2 separate regions of the Danio rerio genome follow, and region 1 is linked to region 2. Evidence: chromatin contacts called from public Hi-C data. All regions are on one chromosome and are shown on one strand. The core of a region is the stretch at or near the end of the contact, and the rest is flanking DNA. Distances in the headings are between cores, read along the strand shown.

Region 1 (5,307 bases), core at 1,869-4,368, 460 kb after region 2:
TTAAGTCCCATGTAAACTGATACTATTGATTTACAACATTTAAGTAAGTTGCCTTATACAGAATAAGCACAAGTAAAACTTTGATGAGCAGTACAAAACATGCTTGATTCAAAAAAGTAGAATACATGCAATTTCTCCAAAAAGACTACTGAACTCCAGACTGTCATGAACATTTGCTGCTGGATAAAAAGTAGTGTTATGATAATAATACTTCTTGAAAATCATTAACTTAAAACCTCATGTATTGTGAGAAGCCACCAGTACTAATTCTGTTATTTCTGTAGGGTTTCGGTTAAAACTGTTCCTTCTAAAGACAAAATCACCTCCACCTTGGATGGCCTGAGAGTTAAGTTCTTCAGGACAAATAATTACTGCACTGTAAAACCGCAAAAGTTAATATAACTCAAAACAATTGCAACAAACCATTGTAGTTCAAAAACAAACCCTAACGAGTACTGTGAACTTAATCTATTTAAGTAAATGAAGCAATTTGAGCACAGTAAAACCCAATAAATGAAGAGAAGTCAAACCAACTGATACTGTAAAACTCAATAAGTAAAGGCTACTCAAACCGTTTGAGGAAACCGATTGCTACAAACCATTTAAGTAAAAAAAATGTACCAACATGAGTACTGTGAACGTACACCATTGAAGCTGAAGTTATGAGATATTTCATTAACTCATTACCTTCAAAACTGAGTTCAAAACTCTTTTCAAATGAGTATAATTAACTTTCAGTCAGTTTTGAGTTAACTACACTCATTTAATTTGATAAAATTGACTGTTGGGTTTTACACTGCGTGATCATTACCAATTTAGCAATCCATGAAAAAAATTGTCTTGTTATTTTTAATAAAAACAGTGACATATGTCAAACATCTTTAATCATTTAATCTGCTTAAATGCTACCCCTTTCTTTACAGTAAAGTGCAAACACACACTACCAGACCTATCATGACTCCAGCTTTTCAACAGATCAACAGAACAGATTCAATAATTCTCTTTTTCTCTTGAACACCCACTTTACAATAATGCATGTCTCATGTAAGAAATTATCTTTTGCTACTTCCATTACTTCGTGACTTGTGCTAGGTTCAGACTACACAATGACAGCCAGAGTCTGGCACTATCTAGTTGATATAGGGTGTTTTTTTTTTTTATTCATAAAGATTTTCTGTCAAACAACAAATTGTGTTCACCCCAAAAAAGTTAACAGGAGAGTTCAACCAAACTCATCCTTTACTTGTTCTAAACAGTTTTTTGTTCTGATGAACGCTAAAGATATATTGACTTCCATATTTGTTTTTCTACTATGGAAGTAATAGGTTACAGGTTAACAACAAACCAACCATGACTCCAGCTTTTCAACAACAGATCAACAGAATAGAACCAAGAATTCTCTTTTTCTCCTGAAAACCCACTTTATCTTAACATTAACGGAAAGTGCGAATGTTTGCGTTCTGGAGGTATTATAAAGTTATGACGACAAAATTGTCTCAACAAACTGAGATATGTAAACGGGATTGGCTGCCGGGTATTTAAGTTGAGGTGCTATTTTTATATTTATTGTTGCACTGAAGTCCAAAAGCAAAGAATTTATGTTATTTATTACTTGATTGTTCAAGCTACCTCACAGAAGAGCTCTGTTTGTTAACAGAGTTGTTGAATTTTAAAGTGGATTAAAAAAAGGAACATCCTGGATCTGTTGCTTTGCTCTTTTTTATTCTTTTTTTATGTATTATAGAAGAATAGGATCATTTTTCAGTATTGGCATATACTTAAAATCAAATGACTAGGACTTGAGGGCAAAAAAAGAACTGATCGGAACATCCCTAATATAAATATTACGAACGTAAACATTGGCTTGTCCCAACAACACGCTGATGAGCAATTTATTCAGAAGCACTCACAATATGCACTCACGGAATGGTAAGGTTTATAATCTATTTAATACATATTAGCTGTCTTTAATATTATTAAATGTCATATGTTTAGTTCTAAAGATCAATTTCAAACGTTTTATTGTATTTTCAAGACCTCAGGTAAAACTATCTGCTGCTGCTGTCAGTAGTATGGCAATAAATGTCATGTAAAATGGCATTCAAACTGACATTATTAGCATTTAACACTAAATAAAGCGCATGAGGTTTACCTGCAGTGATCATTGTAAAAGTTTTCTGTTGTTCACCTGTGAGAAATAGAAGCCGTTTTAAATATATCAATTCAAGGTGGTGGTTAGAACAAAAACTTCTTTTAAAATTCTTTCTCGCTCCTGTCCTCAATCTGGCAACCTTTGCTTGTGGTTGTTTTGATCCAGGAGTGCAATACCTTGTTCAACCACTGGGTGTCAAAACTTACATACTGCACCTTTAATGCTAAGTAAATTACCCCAAATTATGCTGCATGTGTTTTTGTAAAGATATTTTATCCAACCAGTCAAACTTACGCCATCTCAGTTTTGATGCCATTACAAAAAGAAATACAATTTCTACTTATTGACCAAATATTAGACAAAACTTATTTTCTGTGAATCAAAACAAAGATGTGGCCATGGCAATAACAATGTGATTTAAAGGGATAGTTCAACCAAACTTATATTTTACTTGTTATATATATATATATATATATATATATATATATATATATATATATATATATATATATATATATATATATATATTAAATGTAAGAAAGGCATTTAAAAAAAAAGAAATTAATTAATGATTATTATGCATCAATACATCATAATGATGCATTAATCCAAAAACAACGGTGACCTGCAGTATATCATCACACTTATACACTTAAATACACGGCATCCCATCCAATGAGCCAATTCACAGCCATCATCAACTCAACCCCAAACCCTTAACAAATTACTGGAGAGCTCCACAGGGGCCTCTTTTACATCTCCAAATGTGAATAACATTACAGCACAATGTAGAGGATGTTTGGCAGATATCTTTCGAATCTAGGGGTCACTACCAACACTGCAGTGGAAGACCTGCAGCCGTGACCCCAGTGCAAAAGCTGATCTGAATGAAAGACAGGCTTCAGTAAGAACAGTGGCCTTCTGTGCGATGACAGACGGAAGCAGAGCGGAACTGCGCACACGGCTGCGTGACCCTCCAGTCCAAACCGAGGCGGTCGCGGTGATGAATACTCCGCCACATGACGCACACTCCACGCCTGTCACTTCTTTTGGCTGAGAATTGTGCAAATACAGAAGGTCAATATTGATAGGTCACACGGAGCTGCTTTGTAAATATCACCAGGCTTAGAGGCGCATGTTCATGTCACTCTGAACACCCTCTTGTAATTCCTTCACAAAAAGGGATAGCATGCATGTATAACATGTTTAGCATGAGCATTAGAGAGTACAGTGTATATGCATTACAAACATTTTTTTTCCTGTGGTCAGCATTGGCACAGACAAGACTCCGGGATCGCTCCTCGAGAACACAGTGACATTTCCCTGTTCCTGATTCACCCCTCCTCTCTGTCCCAGGAGAGGGTAATGGATGAGGCCTGTTTATGAAGCCGCTGCCACCTGCATGATCAATCAAGCCATGCAGAGATGACACAAAAAGCTCAGTCTGCGCAGACAGAGCTCAACCTTTCACATGAACAATTGCACTAGCAGGGACGAGATTGATACAAGAGTGTTTAAAAGTGGGCCATTTAAAGTTCCGAGGAACCAGACTGTCAGACAGAATACTGTGTATTTAAATGAAGAGGAAAAGCAAATACAACCAAGCTTTGCAGAAAACCTCTGAAGACAAGCCTCAGTTATAATCATCAGTGTAGGGAAAGTTACTTTTGAAAGTAACACATTACATTATTGAGTTACTCCGCAAAAATTAACTAGCTGTGTTACTTTTTATTTTATTTTATGAAAAGTAATGCGTCACATTACTTTTGAGTTACTTTTTCTTACCTGCCTCAGCTGCATCAGATAAACAGCAGTGACAGGCATGAAGCAAGCAGATCTCACGTAACTTTTGTGAGAAATACTACAGTAAGAACTTTACCAAACCATTCAAAATCTAGTTAAAAAGTTCACACACACACACTGCGCACATATAACTTTGCTGTTTTTATACGGCAAATGTGACAGGACACACATTAATATTCACTGTTGTATAGACATCCGTTGTTAAGGTAGAAAATAAACCTGATTTAACGTCCACAAACCGGGATTGAAACGTCTTTTATAATTGTACTGACATTCGGCTGTGGTGATAAAGATGGTAAACAAACATTCAGTTGAAAACGTTTTAAACTTGTAATACTCATTCGTGTTCACATTTGATGATGATTGCTTACAGAAAGTTGACCCGATCTTTTTTCCCAGTTGCTTTGCACTCATCCTGTTTTGTGGATATTATTAGGCCTATATGCGTTACTACAGCAACATGTTAATTTGTGGCTGTCAATCAATTCGTTAGGCGGTGGACTTCTATATCACATTGCAGTGAGCCTCAAAATGGGAGGGTTATATTTTTAAAAGACTTATCTTTTTTATATCACTCCAATATTACTGTGGCCACACTATACACTACACATACACAGTTCTGTTCAAACAGCTTGCAAAAGATGATTTTCAACATAGGTGCCCTTCAAAAAAAACTTCCTGACTCTCTACATGCCATACAGATTAATGAAAGTTGAAAGCAATGGGTTTGTTACTTTTGTATTTTTGTCTTATTAGTTTAGTAAAACCACTGTCCATTAAGACAATCCCCTTTTCTTCCATGTGTTCAAAATAATGAGAATACTTCTATCACAGTAATAGGCCCTGCCATATAGGTTTGTCTGTTCCCACAGGGAGCTTATTCTCCTATTGAGTGTGATTCATCATGCCAACACTCATTTTAATTCAGCAAATTACTATTTTAAAAGTGAATTAAATTAATTTAATTAAATCTGAAAAACTCGTTACTTTTTTAAAAAAGTAACTAAAATTTAATTTCTTCATTTTTTTACTCAATTTTTAAGTAATGTATTACTGTCCACATTCCTTGCCTTACCGTCGAACACATAATAATAATAATAATGTCCCTTTATGCATTAAATCAAAATAATTATATATATATGGCGACGCAGTGGTGTTGTGGGTAGCACGCTTGCCTCACAGCAAGAAGGTCGCTGGTTCGAGCCTCGGCTCAGTTGGCGTTTCTGTGTGGAGTTTGCATGTTCTCCTTGCGTTCGTGTGGGTTTCCTCCGGGTGCTCCGGTTTCCCCCACAGTCCAAAGACATGCGGTACAGGTGAATTGGGTAGGCTAAATTGTCTGTAGAGTATGAGTG
Region 2 (5,107 bases), core at 2,417-4,916:
CATTTAAATACACAAAACTATAAATCCTAGACTGCTCATTTCACTTTTATCTTTGCTTTATTGCATTCATCAATGCTTGTAGTTTTGTTTATTATATTTTATGCATGACTCACTCCCTGCAGATTTATCCCAATCATTTAAAATGAATACAAAACTTTAGGGTCCAATTCTCGTTATTAACTAGTTGCTATAGTTGTTATAGTTGTTGCAAGTTAGTTGTTATAAACTACCTTGATTTCTATTAATAAGGAAAAAATTGGGAGTTTATTGAAGCAAAATATGTATTTAATGGTTTGCTAGTAGCAAGAATTAAAACTTTTAAAAAAATGTGAAATTCTTTCCTAAAAACGCTCAATCATTTGGAAAAAAAAATTATAGATGTATATCGCAATATATATTGCAGTAAAATAAGTATCACAATGTCTGATTTTTCCATTACCGTGCAGCCCTACTCTGCTTCATAAGTTTGGAATACGGAATACTTTAGCTTAGTGTTTCTCAACTGTGTTATTGGAGGACCATCAACACTTCCTGTTTTGGATGTTTGCTTTGTCTGTCACATTCATTACAGGTCTTTCAATCTCTGCTAATGAGCTGATGATCTCAATCAAGTGTGTTTGGTTAAAGAGACAGAAAATGTTCAGAGCTGGTGGTCTTCCAGGAATGTGGCTGAGAAACACCGATTTAGCTCATCATGATTTCATGTAGGAGTCCCATAAGATGTGTAATGAAGAAGACAACTCCCATCATTCCATACTCATTCCACATCATAGTTCTCAAACTCAATTCCTGGAGGGCCACAGCTCTGCACAGTTCTTCTTCAACCCTGATCAAACACAGCTGATTCAGCTAATCAAGGTGTTCAATACTACAGCTGCATCCCAAATGGCACACTATGCACTATGTACTTATGCACTTACAGACTCAACAATGTAGTATATGCATGTGGTGTTGTCCCAAATAGAACACTGTTTTATACTTAGTGGAAATTCCAACCTGATGACGGTTGCCAAATTAGTGAAATAAACAACCAAACTACCTAAAAATACCTGCCCATGAGTATAACCGCATTCACCATCGGAGGCGCCATAATCACTCTCTTAGGAGAATTTGGCTTTCACAATCTAAAATAAATTAAGTAATCCAACATAAGTGCCCGATTTGGAAGCTTTGGTAAATGCTACTTCCTCGTTAACAGATTCTGTTGCCTAGTTATGAGCCCTGTCAATCATTCTCACATCATCCATATTTCTGTCATATTTAATTTCCTATTTTATTGGAGATGCAGCAGCAGATTAGTCTTTCATGCAGAGAAATCTCTTCCGGTCTTTGGATAATTCTGCAATTAGAAGTTATTGTTCAAACGCGTCGTTATAGAAGTTCATGTTGTTGTTGCTAATAAAAATATAACATGGGGAAACGCGATTTGAAACATGTTCCAGTTGGCTAGATTGTATTTAACAGTTATACAAACATTTTTACTGAAGCCTCTCTATTTGGTCTCGCACTTTCATCATGTTTGTAGTTTAGTTACATTTTTCACCTGCATTTGTAGTTCTGTTCGAATTTACGACCAACATGCAATGTACTGTGGGTAATATCAGAAGTTAGAGTATGGACTGTTCTACACTTAACCTTTGGCACACTCTTCAACATACTAAGATTTGGGACCTATTAAGGGCGTACTCACACTATGTACAGTTGCCCTGAACCGGGCCAAAGCACGCTTGTCCCCCCTCCCGTTTCCCCCGACTGCCCACACTTACATTACATTCAGGCCTGGGCACGCTTATGTCATCGATGATGCACTGTTCAGTAAGTGCTTTCGCTCAGCACAGTGGACATTTTCTTTAGTTATATTGTTTTAATCGCTTGGGATGCAGTGACGCGCAGTCAAATATTTCACCGAACAGAACAGTCACTTTTAACGCTCATAAACAATCTTAAAGTCCTCTTGCTGCAGGAATTAGGAGGTTTGCTGAAGGTGCAGCTGTCGTGCAGTGAGGGGTTTGCTTCTATAACAGTTTGTGTTCATTGAACAGTAAGAATGATAAATTAATCCGAATGAAACAGTCCCATATAGGTCACATCTTGTCTTCAGTTTCAGGCTCTGGTGTGCTTTGCACTCACACTACAAGCGTACCGTTCCAAAGCCCAAGTAAACCACACTCTGGCACACCTCTTTCAACCGGGCCAGGTGAACCTCTTTCAAGCCGGCCAAGTGAACCGTGCCTGAGCCCGATTTAGAGCACTCACACTTCTCAAACGATCTGGTAAATGGGCCTGGGCCTGGTTTGGATAACATAGTACGAGTACGCCCTGATTCTATTTTCCAGTAATATTTAAGACCGATAGTATGCAAATTGGGACACAGCACTACTAGATCAAATGTGTTTGATTGGGGTTGGAGCAGAACTGCAAAGGTGCGGCCCTCTAGGAATTGAGTTTGAGACCTATGTTCCACATTATGTCTTTGTTTTGAACATGCACCCTCTAGTGGGAAAACTTTTGAAGAAGAAGAATTGACAAACACAGTTTGTAACCATTTAGCATTCTGAATGTATGCTTTGATTTCTGTAGATTAAAAGAGGACGGCAGTGGCAGTGCATATGATAAGGAATCTATGGCCATCATCAAACTCAACAACACCACAGTGCTCTACCTGAAAGAAGTCACCAAGTTCCTCGCTCTGGTCTGCATCCTGAGAGAAGAGAGCTTTGAGCGCAAAGGTACACCTCAGCAATATATTATATTGGAGTCTTTGATTTTCTAAATCGACAGTTGTTTTGATTTCTCCTTTATGTGCCACAGGATTAATAGACTACAATTTCCACTGTTTCCGGAAAGCCATTCATGAGGTGTTCGAGGTGGGAGTTTCCACCTCAAGGACAAGCAACCAGCCAGTTGGCACCCCTCTTATGAAAACTGTTGCCTTAAATGGAACCCCAAGGAGCACTGTGTAGAGAGAAGGTGATAAAGACAATAATGAAAAGTGTGGAGAAGATGGATAAGGTAATAAAAGAGAAAGACTACAGGATGGGCCGCATTCTGAGTATGCTGACCATCATTAATGCTCCCAAAAGCTTTATAAGCAAAAGAGTCACTAAAACAAACATGCTGCAGTGTGTGGGGCAGAATTGTAATGTGGGTAAGCTTGCAAAGCCACGCATGTATGGAAGGGAAGAGGCACAAAAGAAGGTGGAACACTTTTTTTGTGACTAAAAGGCATTAACAAACTGTTCCTCAAGACAACATGTTAAACAAAAGTGCAAGTCACTGGGGGGAAAAGCACAGCAAGAAACCTCACCCTGTCAGGTTGAACCTCCTGACAACTTGGATGAATGCTGTATGATATGTTGCTGGTCACTTAACACAGTAGCCAAGTTTAAACTGGTTTACTCCTAAACACATGAATGTGGCAGACGTCTGTGAAAATTTTGCAGTGCACAACAATATTGAGTGTATACTTCTGAAGCCTTATGTAGAGTTGTCCTAATGCAAGCCCCTAATGCACATATGCACACTTGGTCACCCAAATGTTTTGTGTATGAAAGGGACTGAAATGTGATTTAATGTGTCTCGACTGTGGGAGCTAATGCATGTATGTGGTGGAAATGGTGGGTGGGTGTTGTGTATGCACACTGGCTTGGGGCCCAGAGATGTTGTGACATCTCACACAAGAATGAGGAGGAGTTGTGCTGTTCCAACTGACCTCTGGGACACTGTGATTGCACTTACCTCAGAGGATTTCAGGGATCCTAACTAACACAATTTAAACTGCTTTTGCTGTACTGTTGCCCTTCAGTTACGTTACAGCATCTTTGGAGGATAGATCATGCAATCCTAGCACTTTGTAGGATGAACCTTAATTACTTACATTCCGGTTCTGAGGTGCCAATGCAGTTTTGCTCGCATTAAAACTTTGTAATACTTGCTTTCACTTTTCCCGATCACCAATCAGCATGTTGTTTTTAATTCTGATGAAATCTGCTGTAAAATAAAGATAATAAAGACGGCTGAAGTGACAGGACATTTGAATCAGTTAAACCCATTCCAAGCATGTCCTTAGAGATGCTTCATTTTATCTTGCAATCAGCTCTCATCTAATTTTGTTTAACAGCAACTAAATTAAACTTAAAGAACACAACACATTTATCTTTAAGCTTGCTTGTGATTCTTGTTTCTCAGACTACATAGGCCTATAGGATACACATTATGCCTGTCTCGCATTTTGCCAAAGGTGTTATCATTTATGAGAAATAAAACACACACTGAAAACAGTACTCATGTGCTATCATTGTCCACACAACTGAAATGGGGACACCTTTTGTTTTATGATTTTTATAACTTCATTCATTCATTTTCTTGTCGGCTTAGTCCCTTTATTAATCGGGGGTCGCCACAGCGAAATTAACCGGCAACTTATCCAGCAAGTTTTTTACGCAGCAGATGCCCTTCCAGCCGCAACCTATCTCTGGGAAACATCCACACACACATTCACACACACAACACTACGGACAATTTAGCCTACCCAATTCACCTGTACCACATTTCTTTGGACTGTGGGGGAAACCGGAGCACCCCAAGGGAACCCACGCGAAGGCAGGGAGAACATGCAAACTCCACACAGAAACACCAACTGATCCAAGGTTCGAACCAGTGACCCAGCAACCTTCTTGCTGTGAGACGACAGCACTACCTACTACGCCACTGCCTCGCCATTTTTATAACTTATTATAACAAATTCTTAGTTACTAAATAAGTTGGAAGAGCAAAAATAAAATGAACAAATGTTCACTGAAACACTAGAAATAAACGTTGAAATCTAGCTTTTTTTTTTTTTGCTCAAATGACACTCTAAGATTATGGTTTATTCCTTAATAAACTTTTAAAATGTATGTCATAAATTAAATGTGGTAGATATGCTTAAATATTTTTCAATTTACTCACCTGTTAATTTCCTCAGCTGTAAAACTCACTGTATCGTTATGGTCCAATTTAATTTGCTACACGAATCTCAAACGTTGTCCAAATAAGTAAGTGTTCGTTGATCATTTTGAAGTTTAAGTTATAAATTTTACCGAAAATCTAAAGAGTCGAATCTTTT

What was found. A called contact is a pair of places that touch in the nucleus more often than the background predicts.
Region 1: a Hi-C map of embryo shows a contact between it and region 2, with 2.9 times the contacts expected there. The contact joins two enhancer-like sites. A contact is called at or near these places in 2 of 18 Hi-C or Micro-C datasets (both in embryo).

What each region holds. Positions count from the first base shown.
Region 1 is chr16:36,863,338-36,868,644 of GRCz12tu, forward strand. No RefSeq gene overlaps it. Among named protein-coding and RNA genes, the nearest start is that of utp11, 8.1 kb to the right of the region's middle. Within about 2 kb of position 3,119, at least 9 of the 62 cell types and tissues checked have an H3K27ac peak or open chromatin away from gene starts, as enhancers often do.
Region 2 is chr16:36,398,430-36,403,536 of GRCz12tu, forward strand. It overlaps rragca (Ras-related GTP binding Ca), which reads left to right. Exons shown (of 7, transcript NM_001020635.1): 6 at 2,581-2,729; 7 at 2,812-3,021. The coding sequence ends at 2,963. Among named protein-coding and RNA genes, the nearest start is that of rragca, 14 kb to the left of the region's middle. Within about 2 kb of position 3,667, at least 3 of the 62 cell types and tissues checked have an H3K27ac peak or open chromatin away from gene starts, as enhancers often do.